Regions from separate parts of the Athene noctua genome. Here region 1 is linked to region 2. A link is a contact called in public Hi-C data. All regions are on one chromosome and are shown on one strand. Each heading gives the region's core, a stretch centred on a gene start, on an enhancer-like site or on the middle of the called end of the contact. The rest is flanking DNA. Distances are from core to core; before and after follow the strand shown.

What was found. A called contact is a pair of places that touch in the nucleus more often than the background predicts.
Region 1: a contact with region 2 is called in a Hi-C map of heart, with 4 times the contacts expected there. The contact joins the promoter of NCOA7 here to the promoter of HDDC2 in region 2. A contact is called at or near these places in 2 of 2 Hi-C or Micro-C datasets (heart and liver).

Annotation. Positions count from the first base shown.
Region 1 is chr1:60,749,325-60,755,328 of bAthNoc1.hap1.1, reverse strand. NCOA7 (nuclear receptor coactivator 7) reads right to left here and starts at 2,239. Exons shown (of 17, transcript XM_074896254.1): 1 at 2,165-2,239. It overlaps TRNAE-CUC (transfer RNA glutamic acid (anticodon CUC)), which reads left to right and starts at 2,359; the gene lies at 2,359-2,430.
Region 2 is chr1:60,530,976-60,536,632 of bAthNoc1.hap1.1, reverse strand. It overlaps HDDC2 (HD domain containing 2), which reads left to right and starts at 3,365. Exons shown (of 6, transcript XM_074896252.1): 1 at 3,365-3,597; 2 at 4,138-4,259; 3 at 5,181-5,283. The coding sequence starts at 3,529.

The sequences.
Region 1 (6,004 bases), core at 990-3,489, 220 kb before region 2:
CAGGGCTCTGAGCAACCTGATCTACTTGAAGATGTCCCCGCTCACTGCAGGGGGTTTAGACTGGCTAACCTGTAAAGGTCCCTTCCAACACAAACGATTCTATGATAACAGAGCAAGAATTTTTTTTTCTACATCTAACGGTTTCCTAAGACATGGACAAAACACATTTGCCTGCCCTGCCATCAGCCATGAGATCCCATTGGGTCAGCTACTTTTTTGAAATTGTCAGAGAAAATATTTTGTCTCTATTACTCAGGCAGTTTAAGGATTGGGAGGCTCAACCCTGCCTTCCTCTGAAGTGTCGCACAACAGAGGCACTCTAAGAACAAACAGCGGCGGTGATCCTTCTGTAACACACATCTCCAACTCTGCAAATAGAGCTGATGTGGACCTACCCTAGTTTTAACTTAGCTGTCTCAGGTGCTGCCAGCATCCCAGCCATGGAAGCACAGAAATTAGTACCCTTCCAAAACCCACCTGAGAAGCACCCAGGGTGTGGAAGCCTATGCTTTTAACCATGAGACCGTGGAGCTACTGAAGCATACAAACCCCTTTAAAGCTAGCTTGGCTTCTGTGGTATAGAACCACTCTAATACTTGGTTGGTGTACCTTGCAGGTTCTGGGGCCAAAATCATCACTATACTTACACTGGCAAATTTCCCCTTGGCTCAGAGTTACAGGAAACCAGGTAACCCTTTGCCTTGCTCTTCAACAAGGGGCACAGATTACCTGCTGGGACCAGGTGACCTCTCTCACCTAACCACATCCCCCTCTTTGCAATGGCCTCAGGCCCTGGTGGTGCCTCAGTTTGAGCTGTCCTCTGCCTCCAGCTCTCCACAGCTTTGTCTCAAGGACTGAAATGCCCCAGTTTTACCAAAGAAGCCCCTATTGCTATACAGACGTCCAGTACAGTTCTTGCAGTATGTAAGATATCTGACTGTATCTAATAGGGCCTGATTGCAGCCTCACATTTTATGAGTTACCTACATCATTGCACAGTAAAATTGCTCACATTGGAGAAAAGAAAGCTCCATCGCAATTGTTCAGGCCTGCTACTGTGAACGGTTTGGGATGAAATGAACCACTGGCTGAAGAGGGCGAGACAGAACTCAGGTGAGATGGAAACCAAACACCCAAACCTCCCGAGTAAATCCCTGAGGAAAGAGGTCTCCTTAAATTTGCTTTCAGACTTTAAAGCTTTTACAGATAAGCTAAGGAGTATTTGCAGAGTCCACAGGCATGAAGTCTGAAGCTTATCTATCTTAACTTGGAAATGGTTCCTTATATAATGCATTTCAGAGGCAGAGGGTTTGAGAACTAGAGAAATTTCCTTGTGTAGAGCAAGCCCTCTTATATTACAGCCACTGCTTAAACAGGGAAAATTACTTTAGCTAATACAGCTCACAGATCTACTTTGCTCTTGAAATCAACATGCCAAAGGAAGAAGCACTTATGATGTCATCTGCATCGATGGCAGAGTTTTCACTCCTCTCACAGAAACCCTACCAAACAAAGCAAAGTCACAGATCCCAGTCTATCATGCAAGAGGGCGCTGACAGCCCCAGGCAAGCGAACCGCCAATCTGGCTTCCCCCTGTGGAGCACCGGGCTTCCTTCCACCCGCAGTAGGCCTTTTGATCGGCTCTCCCCTGCAGACCGAACACCGAAAACGGGAGAAACTGTGGCCTTTGTTCCCACGGCCTGACTAAAAAACGATGAAGACGGAGCGGAGGAAATAGCCACCAGCACGCCGGGCCCTCCCCTCCCGGGAGCCGCCGGCCGGGATTTCCAGCGCAGAGCCCTTGGCTGAGGAGGCCCCGCCCGGAGCCGTTACAGCAACACCCCGCACAGACACTGTCGCGTAAGGAACCGCGTGAACAGCAACACGAAACGAGCAAAACCAACCCGGCTCCTGCCGGGGGCTGCCCCCGCCCAGCGGCCCGGAGCGGCGGGAGGGCCCCGGCGGGCGGAGAGAGACCCGTCCCGCCCCGCCCCGTCCGCCTTCCGCCCGGCGACCCGCCCGCTGCCTCGGCTCCCGCCGGTCGCGCTGCGCGGGGCCCACCTGCAGCCGCTCCCGCACCGCCGGGCTGGGGCAGGGCCCGGGGCTGTGTCCCGCCCGGCGCCCACCGCCATCCCGCCTCCCGCCCACGGCGAAGGCCCCTCACCAGCCCCGCCTGAGGCGGCCCCTCTCCTCCCCACCCCGCCGTTCCGTGGGGTGCAGTGGAGCGTCGCTCCCTACCACGGCTGCCTCCGGGACTCGGTACCGCCCGGCGGTGGGGGCGCAGCGGCGCGGGCAGCGCGCGGCCGGGCGCGGGCACGGCGCGCTCTTGGGCACGGAGATACAGCCACTGTGCACGGATCCCTGGTGGTCTAGTGGTTAGGATTCGGCGCTCTCACCGCCGCGGCCCGGGTTCGATTCCCGGTCAGGGAATATGATTTTTCTCGCCCTATTCTCTTTCTCTGACACACTTGCATTTTAGAGTTCTCATCGAGTCTCTGCTTTTGCTGTTACAGTTCAGGGAGCGTTCGGCCGGCTGCTGCGCGAGCCCGAGGCGTCGGCGTTGCTGCCCGGTGCGGTGTTGTAGGAGGCACTTGGCAGTTTGGAGGAGTCAGGTTTGCAGGGAGCGAGCAGTCTCAGCACCCTGCGCAGTGCGGGCAGGCAGGGGAAGCCTGCCCAGGTGTAGCATCTGTAAATCTTCCCTTCACAAAACTGCCTGTGGACACCCCTGGCTCACCCGCAGGGTTTCTAGAACTCAGCAGAAGGCTGCTGAGCAGCGTCTGCCTAGAGGGGCACTGGCAGGCCTGTTGGCCAGCACTTAGAAACACCATATTTAACGGTTTTTTTGGCTGCTCTGACAGGTAAGGGTGTTGCCACACCTTTCCCCCCACAGATGGAATGACCACCTGGTGCCGTCATGAATCTCTGAGCCATGGCCGTGGGGACCCCCGTAGCTGTCACTGGTGTGTGCATGCCTCTCTGACCGAGTGTTGTTTCCCTCAGAGAAGGTGGGAAGGGTTTGTCCCTTGCATCTCTGTCTTGGCAGGAGGGGGGACTGCAATTCCCCATAGTGTTTGCTCACCTGAGGAGCAAACACTATCTCTTTGCAGGGTATTTGCACAGCTCCCACCATCAGGGTTGCTGGGTATGTGGTTAGGGGGGGCAAAGAGAGATCCCAGATATTCGTTAGGAGGTGGAAGTAATAGAGAGGGCGAAGGGAGTTGTAATACCTCCCTGTCATTAGCATCTGTCTCACTGCCTCCTGTAATGAAGCCCTCACTGTAAGAGGTAACATCGTCACACCTTCTCAGCTCCTTAAAAACAGTATAGGTGCCCTGGCAGGTGGGGAGGAGAGAGATGATGAGAATAGGGTAAAGCCTCTTCCAGTCCTGTGGCAGCAGTGTGCCTCCCCTCCTCCTCTGGGAGCTCCCAGCTCTGTCCTGTAGCACATTATATCACCTGCGCATCCAAACCCACACCCAGGGCTCCAACAAGAGATGCTTTTCTTCGATGTTGGATCAGTGCCTGCCTGTGGTGGGCTGACCTTGGTTGGCCACCAGGTGCCCAGCCAGCCGCTATCTCACAGCCCCGTCCTCAGCAGGATGGAGAGAAAATAAGATTATAAAGTCCTGGGTTAAGATAAGGGCAGTTTAATGAAAGAAAGTAAAGGCCATGTGTGGATGCAAAGCAAAAAAAAAAAAAAGAAAAAAAGATATTCTCTACTTTGCATCAGCAAGTGATGCCTGATTACTTTCTGGGAAACAAGGCCCCTGTACACATAGCAGTTGCTTTGGAAGACAAACGCCTTAAAATTAATCCTTCCTCCGACCCTTCTCTTAGCTTTCATTGCTGAGCATGACAGTCACGGTAGGGAACATCCCCTTTGGTCAGTTTGGATCAGCTGTCCAGGCTGTGTCCCCTCCCAAACTCTCTCCACCTGCTCCCCAGCCTACTGACCTTGGGGGGAGGAGTGTTGGAGAGAGAGCCTTGATGCTGTGGGCACACTGCTCAGCAGTAACCAAAATACTGGTGTGTCATCAACACCCTTCTAGCTACAGATACAAAGCACAGCACTATGAGGGCTGCTACATGGAAAATTAACTCCATCCCAGCCAAGACTCATTACACTGCTGCAGATAAAACAAGAAATACCTATAATAAATGAATATAATAGTTAGCTTAGACAGACTGCAAAACAGAAACTAGCACACCTGGTGGATTATGCTTTAGCAGGGATCCTCCTTTCTGCCAGGACCCAGCTATGGCCCTTGCATCACTCATATAACTCCTTAATACTAGCAGGCCACACTTCATGCAGGAATACTTTGCCCTGATGTGAAAACACCACTGGAAATAATGGCTTTGGCTGCCTTTCCCAGGGTGTGCCGGAGGCGTACTGCAGTCTGGGCTGCCCTCCAATGCAGATACAAGTGTCTCTCGAGAAAACCCAAGGTCCTCCACTATATTTTTATGAGAGAAGCTGCGAGGGGGTGCAAAGGGATGGGAATACCTTTGCTAAGGCAGAAAGAACACAATCAAAAGGGATGTCATCACCCTTTAGATAGTAAGAAAAGCTTCCAAATAATAGTTAAACGCAAGGACCAAAGTATGCAACCTAAAGAATTACTGCATTCCTATGGCTGGAGGTTGTTAACCGTGGCTGGGCAAGCATCTCATCAACAGTCTCAAACTGGGCCAATGGAATAGCTCAGTGGGCCTCCTAAGATCCTGGAAGTCCTAATTTTATTATTTTGTCTTGGACTTCCCACTATAATTATCAGTTTACATGCATTGCACTGAGATAGCTCTGTAGGGCTCTCAGACTTCCCTGTCTCTCTTCAGTCTCAATGAAATGCCTTACCAAACTGGTGGAAGAAGTTGCTGTTTTCTACCTCAGAAAATGATGGGTCATTCTAGAAGCAGCTGAAGTGAATCTGAGGTGTTGATTAGTTTTCCATAAAATGTATAGGAATGGTTTGACAGAAAGGAACAGAAGAAGCATTTCCTTTGGTTTTAGCTCATTTTGTAGCAGCATGTTTGCCTGCTCTTAGCACCATGAGTCCAGCTTTGGAGTCATCTGAGAAAGGATAATCATATCTAAGATTTTAAAAACATGGCAGAAGTCACCAGAATAGCTCTTGCACACAAAGAAAGAGTACCATTTCCAGTAAACTGCTAGGTACAGAAGCATAGCCTCTGAAGAGGCTACCTAATGGCTTTCCCAATCCCTTTTCAGTCTGATGCCAGACCTGAAACTTGCCCTCACGCTGAGGACAAATATCCACTCGGCAAGGAGTGAGAACCAGTCTTCTTGCTGGTGTCCTACCACTTCAGGTCCCAATGTAATTAAAGGTTTGGGGTGCAAAGGCTCCAGAGTCAGTGTTCACTTTCAGCATGGGTTTAACAGTTACATCAGTTTCTGACTTGCTGTTTCCTGGGCCTTAGACTAATGTGAAAGAGGGGAAGGAACAGGGTACTTGTTTTTAAAAGGTGGAAGAAGCATCTTTCCTGGAGTCTTTGTTGATGTTTTTGTTTTAAAGAAGAAGTAACTCATGACACTGGCATGCTGAGGCCCCAGAAAAGGTAGGCTATTTTGCAGAGGACTGGCAGCACAATCAAAAGCACATTATAAAAGCAATCTGGCACATGGCTGCACAGGCTAGAACAGAGGTATTTGAAACAAATATAAGATCAATGTGATTTTATTATTAGTATTATTATAATTTGAAGCATCACATTCTCAAAATGTAGCTGAATTTTCTTCTAACTGATATATTCTGAGATACTGGATCACAAATATTTTTACTTTCATTTCTGTTCTTCCTCAAAAGCTTGACCAATTGCATTCCATCTCACAGCAAAGGTTGATGGGAATGCACTGCAGTAGAAATAAGGAAGGTAGACAATACTGTCGATCAATTTAAACCAGCAGCAGAGTTTCTGGGTAAGAATGTTAACTGTCGCTTTTTATCCTTTATTGGAAAATTTGGGAACAGGAGCTTTCGCA
Region 2 (5,657 bases), core at 2,116-4,615:
AATACGGCAAAAATGAGATAAATACCAAAATCACATAAATACAAGTACAAAAGAATTACAACAGCTGTATTAAGTACAAGTGTATTTTGTGTACAGTTTATCCCGCATAAATGGTGCTGTGGGAATACAACAGAAGATTGGTGAGGATTGAAAACATGCTCAAGTGACTTGCAGCTGGGGTGTTGAAAAACACATATATCATACTAGTTGTTGTTTAGCTTTGTGTGCTTGATGGGTAGAACATCTGTGTTTAGATAACATAGGCCTGTGATAGACTCAGAGGCACCTTATTGAACATCCTTTAAATTTTTGTCTAGGTGTGGGAAAGATCAAAGCTCAGTAGAAAACTACACCTGCGAAAATCCCTAATATATACAGGTGAAATCAGCAGGTCTGAGATCTTTTCTTTCCTCTCCTTTCCTTTCTGGCTAGCAAGGACCGAGCTCCACAGTGCTTGCATCTCCACTTGCGTGCCTCTGCCTGGGTGTTGCTGTGGAGACCTCCCAGGTTGTGAGGTAATGAGAATAAATTTACTCTTTGCATTTCATCTGTGATTTTATGGTTGTTCCTGAATCATGCCTGTGTTGGCTCACACAGGTACCTATGTTAGTGTACACTTTTAAAGAAATCCGTGCTGAAAAAAATTAACCAAGACATTATTTATAGCTGATGCCTCAGAAACTGTTGTCCACCACAATGTTAAATTACATCATTGCCATCCTGTTACACAGCAGTTTTCTGTTCTTCCTAACACCATTGGAAACCTTACATCTCTGGAACATTCACAGCTTCAAAGGGTTCAAATGGAGCAGAGATATTAAGTGCAGTAGAAAAATCAATCTGTGAACGCGAGTATGCTGCTTTTGATAGTGTTCTCTAAACTAAATGGACAGCCAAGGTCAGGGCCTGGGAGCCCAGCCTCATTAATGCCATAGAAGAGTTTGTTCTAGAAACATATCTAAAGGATACTAGTGGCAAAGAAGGTCCCACACAATAAAGTTGAAAATCACGCCTCCTCATATGTCCTGTGCAAGACTCATCCATGTTAAAGAATTATTAAAGGTTTTGAGAAGGCAAATGTATTACTGGATTTAAAGGACTATGAATACTAAATATGTACACTGAATAGAAAGATTCAGAGGGTTAAAAGACAAAGCATCTGTTATCAGCTAGCCTTAAAAATAGCATTCCTGAATTACATACAGCATCTTATTTAAAATGCAAATTATTAAATTACTCCATGTTATTTTTATGATTGAGTTCAGAAGGTATTTGACAACTGTTCAGAAAAACAGAAAGATTCAGTTTGCAGCCACAGAGACTGGAAGATACAGAAAGCAAGCTGATGAAGCTCTACTAGAAAGAGACCTGTAAAGGACAAGAAGGCAATCAAGAACAGCTGGCATGGATTTATGAAGGACAAATCACACTTGGCCAACCTGATTGCATCCTGTAATGAAATGGCTGGCTACATGGACAAGGAGGGAGCCGTGGACACAACAGATCTTGACTTCAGAAAAGCTTTTGAAATAATTTCCCACAGCATTTTCACTCACAAACTGAGGAAATATGGCTTGAACAAGCTGTTACATGCATTGAAAACTCTCTAGGTTGACAGGCTCAGTGGGTGGCAGCTGGTGGCTTGGCAACCTGCCCGAAGGCCCATAACAAGTTGAGTGCTCTAGGGGTTGATACTAGGGCCCATATAGTTCATTGTCTCCATCAAAAACCTGGACCATGGCACAGGATGCACCCTCACCATACTTTAAGACAAAGCTAAGTAAGGGGGGTGGTTGACACACTAAACTATAGAGCTTTCAGTTCTAAGGAATTTTGAAAAGCTCAAGGACTGGGCTGACAGAAGCCTTAACACATTCACCAAGGAGAAACACAATAAAGGAGAAACACTCAGCCCTGCAGCTAAGGCAGAATAAGCCGGTCCATTGGTACTGGCTGGGACGAAATAGGCTGGCTATCAGCTTTGCCAAAAAGGACCTGAGGTTATGTGAAGGCCAAGTCCAATATGAGCAAACAGTGCGCTCTCATCCCAAAGAGGGCAAATCACACAGCAGCCTACACTGGAAGGAGTATGGCCAGTAGACTGAGGAAGGTTATTATCCCCCTCTGCTGAGTGTTGGTGAGGCCCTGGCTGGACAAAGGGCCCAGTTTGGTGCTTCCTCAGATCAAGATGGTGCATCTCCAGTGAAGGCTACCAAGATGATCAGGATCTAAATCATATCACCTTGAAGGAGAGGTTGAGGGATCCTGGGCCTGCATAAGGAGTCATGTATCAGTAGCCTACAACTATTTGAAGGGGGTTTACGAATATGACAGAGCTAAACTCTCCTTGGTAGTGGTAGGCAATACAACAGGAAACCATGGGCAGAAGTGGCTTAGGAGGTCCAAAGAGGAACATTATGAAACAAATTATTTATTTGGAAGGTAGTTAACCTGGAACAACTATGAAATTTTGAATTTGGATGGTTTTGAGTGCTATGATTTACTTTCAGCAGGGTGGATGAACCGTGTAACATAGAGAGGTTCTTTCCAACCAACCCGTTTATGATTGCGCACAATTGTGAAGCTGATGACTTTCCTGGTCTGTGATTCTTGTTTATTGTTGGAAGGTAGCCTTAAAATGGTCACCAAAATGTTGTCTGGGCTTTATTCACTTGTGAGTGTGTTTAAGTATACCCATGAGCAAACATAAAAATGCCCATCTGTTGATATCTGGCAAACTGCAGATGTTCTTTTCTGAAAACGGAGTATTTCATTGACAGATTTAAACCGTAAACAGTTGGCACGATAAAAATAACAAAGAAATGCAGTGTATTTTGAGAATCCACTGATTGTAAAGTAATGCAGTGTGTTAATTATTCAACTTGTACAACTGATGGAAGTGCCCGTAACCAGCCTCGGGAGTCCCCAAAATAAAACTCCTGAGTGCAGCAACTCCGATACCTACCCTCTCCTCTCTGAATAATTAAATTCTGAACTATTTACCGTTGTTGTTTTTTTTTTTTTCTAAAAAAGTATGCTAAAGATCACTGTTTTGACTCAGTTTTGACTGAAGTAGGAGCTATTCCTGCCTCCTTCACACCACGAACTTCTCTGCCCTCTGCACCCCGGGAGAAGCCTCACCCCCCACCTTCCTCTTCCCCTTCCCCGCACCGCAGCCCGTGAGCGGCCTGGCTTCTCTTGCTGCTTTCCTCGTTTCGATCGCAGTCCTGAGTCGTTATTCTTAAAAGCGCTGTTTGTGGTTAATTAATCCCGCTGGGAATCCGGCGCCGCCATACACCTGCCACCCGTCCCCCCCCCCCAGACCCCTCCCTGGCCCGGCCGGCCCTCAGCCGTAGGGGCGTTGCTTCCGCGCCGGCTGCCGGGGCGGGGAGCGCGGTGCCCGGCCAGCCGCTCCTTCCCCTTCCCCCAGCGCCGCTCAGAGCCGCCGTCCGGGCCTGCAGCAGCCGCGGCGGCGGCAGCAGGAGGAGGAGGCGGTAGGAGGAGCGGGCGAAGGCTGCCGGGCGGCAGATGGCGGCGGGGGCGAGCGGCGGCGGCGGCGGCCTGATGGCCTTCCTGCGGCTGCTGGGGCAGCTCAAGGTGAGCGCGGGGGCCGCGGGAGCAAGGCCCGCCTCAGCGGGGCGGGGGGCCCACATGGGCCCGAGAGGCCGTCGTGGCGGGCGGGGAGGCTGCCCGTGGCCTTCGCCGGCGTGGCTGCGGGGTGTGGGGGGGCGGGTGGCCGGCGGAGAAGCCGCGGCCACCGGGGCGCCACTGGCGGCTCGCTGCGGCGCCTGCGACTCGGAGACGGCCGGGCCCGGGGCTGGGGCTGCGGCAGGGAGACGCGGGCGCCGGCCCGGGGAGGGCAGGAGCGGCCCGGCGCTTCGCCGTGAGCGCCGTGAGGCTGAGGAGGGCGCCTGGGATCAGGCAGGGAGAGCGCGGGAGCGTGTGAAGAGGCGCCTGTGTAAAGGTGTCCCGTCACAGCCTCGGGGGGCCCGGCCCCTCGGGCAGGTGTTTCTCGGAAGCATCAGAACTCAGCGGAGCGTGGAGGTCACGGTGGGACAGAATCTCGGCTGGCAGCTCTGAAGTGAGGGCCTTCAAAACCTGAGGTGTTAACGTTTCTGTGACGCTGTCCTCGCACAGAGAGTACCACGGACGGGATGGGTGTACAGGAATGTGGCCAAGCCAGAGAGTGTATCCGATCACATGTACAGGATGGCGGTGATGGCTTTGGTGACCGAAGACAAAAGCCTTAACAAGGACAGGTGAGACTGCCTCTGGTTATCATGACCATCAGTTAAATGTTGTGGGAGATGCTTAAAATAGCTGTCGTCCTGAGGAAGGCTTTTAAAACACACGGAAGGAGTCTGAAATACTTCCCCCCTCATCTTTCCCCTCCATTCTTTGAGCAAGGGTGCTCTTTACCTGGAGAGCTTGAAGGGGCTAAAGACTTTTATTGCTAAATTCCAGGTGCTGAGGCAAATTGTTAATGCAGAGGCTCTGTGCAGGCCTCCTCTCATGCCGTAAACTTTGTTAAAACTCAGTTTGAAGCAACAGACAGCAAAGGCAAAGCCATACGCCATGTGGATTTTGATAGTGAGCACTCAGCAGCAGTCAGGAGCCTCAGAAATGGTGTAGAAGAGAAAGCATCATTAGTCTTGAGTAAGTTGTCAAGTCTGGTATGGGATCATGCTTGTTTTGGCCCTTCAGGAGCTGATGAAAATAATGAAGGCTTTTTTGTCTGTTCTGCTGCAAATTGACATAGGTAGAGTTGTGAGGGTCAGGTTATATACTGAATTTGGGGTGGCTCCCATCAGATTACCTTCTACCTGTTGCAGCATTAATGTGAACTGCATAATGTAGTTACCACAAAATCTCTGAGAGTCAAGCATACAAAAGCTAAATATATTATTTTTGAATACTTTGCAGTTGTACAACATGTATTTGTACCTGAATCTACACTTACAAGCAGCAGGAATTAGAAATCAGAAATTAAAATCATGTCTAGGTAGAAACTACTCTCCTTAGTAAAGAAGTGAAAAATGTTATGCAAACTTAAAAAAACCAAAAAAACACCCTTTAAAATATGCAAAGGGAATAAATTATGCAGTCTCTTAGCTTTATGAATAACAAGACATGAGTTAAAATGCTGAAAAACTAATTATTCTGTCTTTTGTATTTGTCAGATGCATACGATTAGCTTTGGTTCACGATATGGCTGAATGCATTGTTGGAGATATTGCTCCTGCAGATAATATATCAAAAGAGGAAAAACACAGGAGAGAAGAGGTATGGACATAAGGCACGAAGCCACATCTGCGAAGCATTCTGTGTGTTTTTAGTGTTCTGGCGGTAGTGAAGAGCCGCTCTAAACTACATACCACTGTCATTGGACAAATAAGCCACAGATAAAGTTCTCAATTCATGATTTTTTGTACATGTCACCAAGTACAAAGTTAGGAAGGAGAACCTTTGAAGTACTCTTGACATTGGCCATTTATTCCTGAACTAGGTGGATTTTTGGTAGCCTGAATTAGTCATTTTGACCAGCTTTACCAAGAGGTGGGGAGCAGGGAGTAGGTGCACTGAGAGAGGGGTGGATGACAGTTCGTGGCGGACCATTTGTGTGGTGTGGATCGTGTGGTTGTGAGAGAGACTTACTT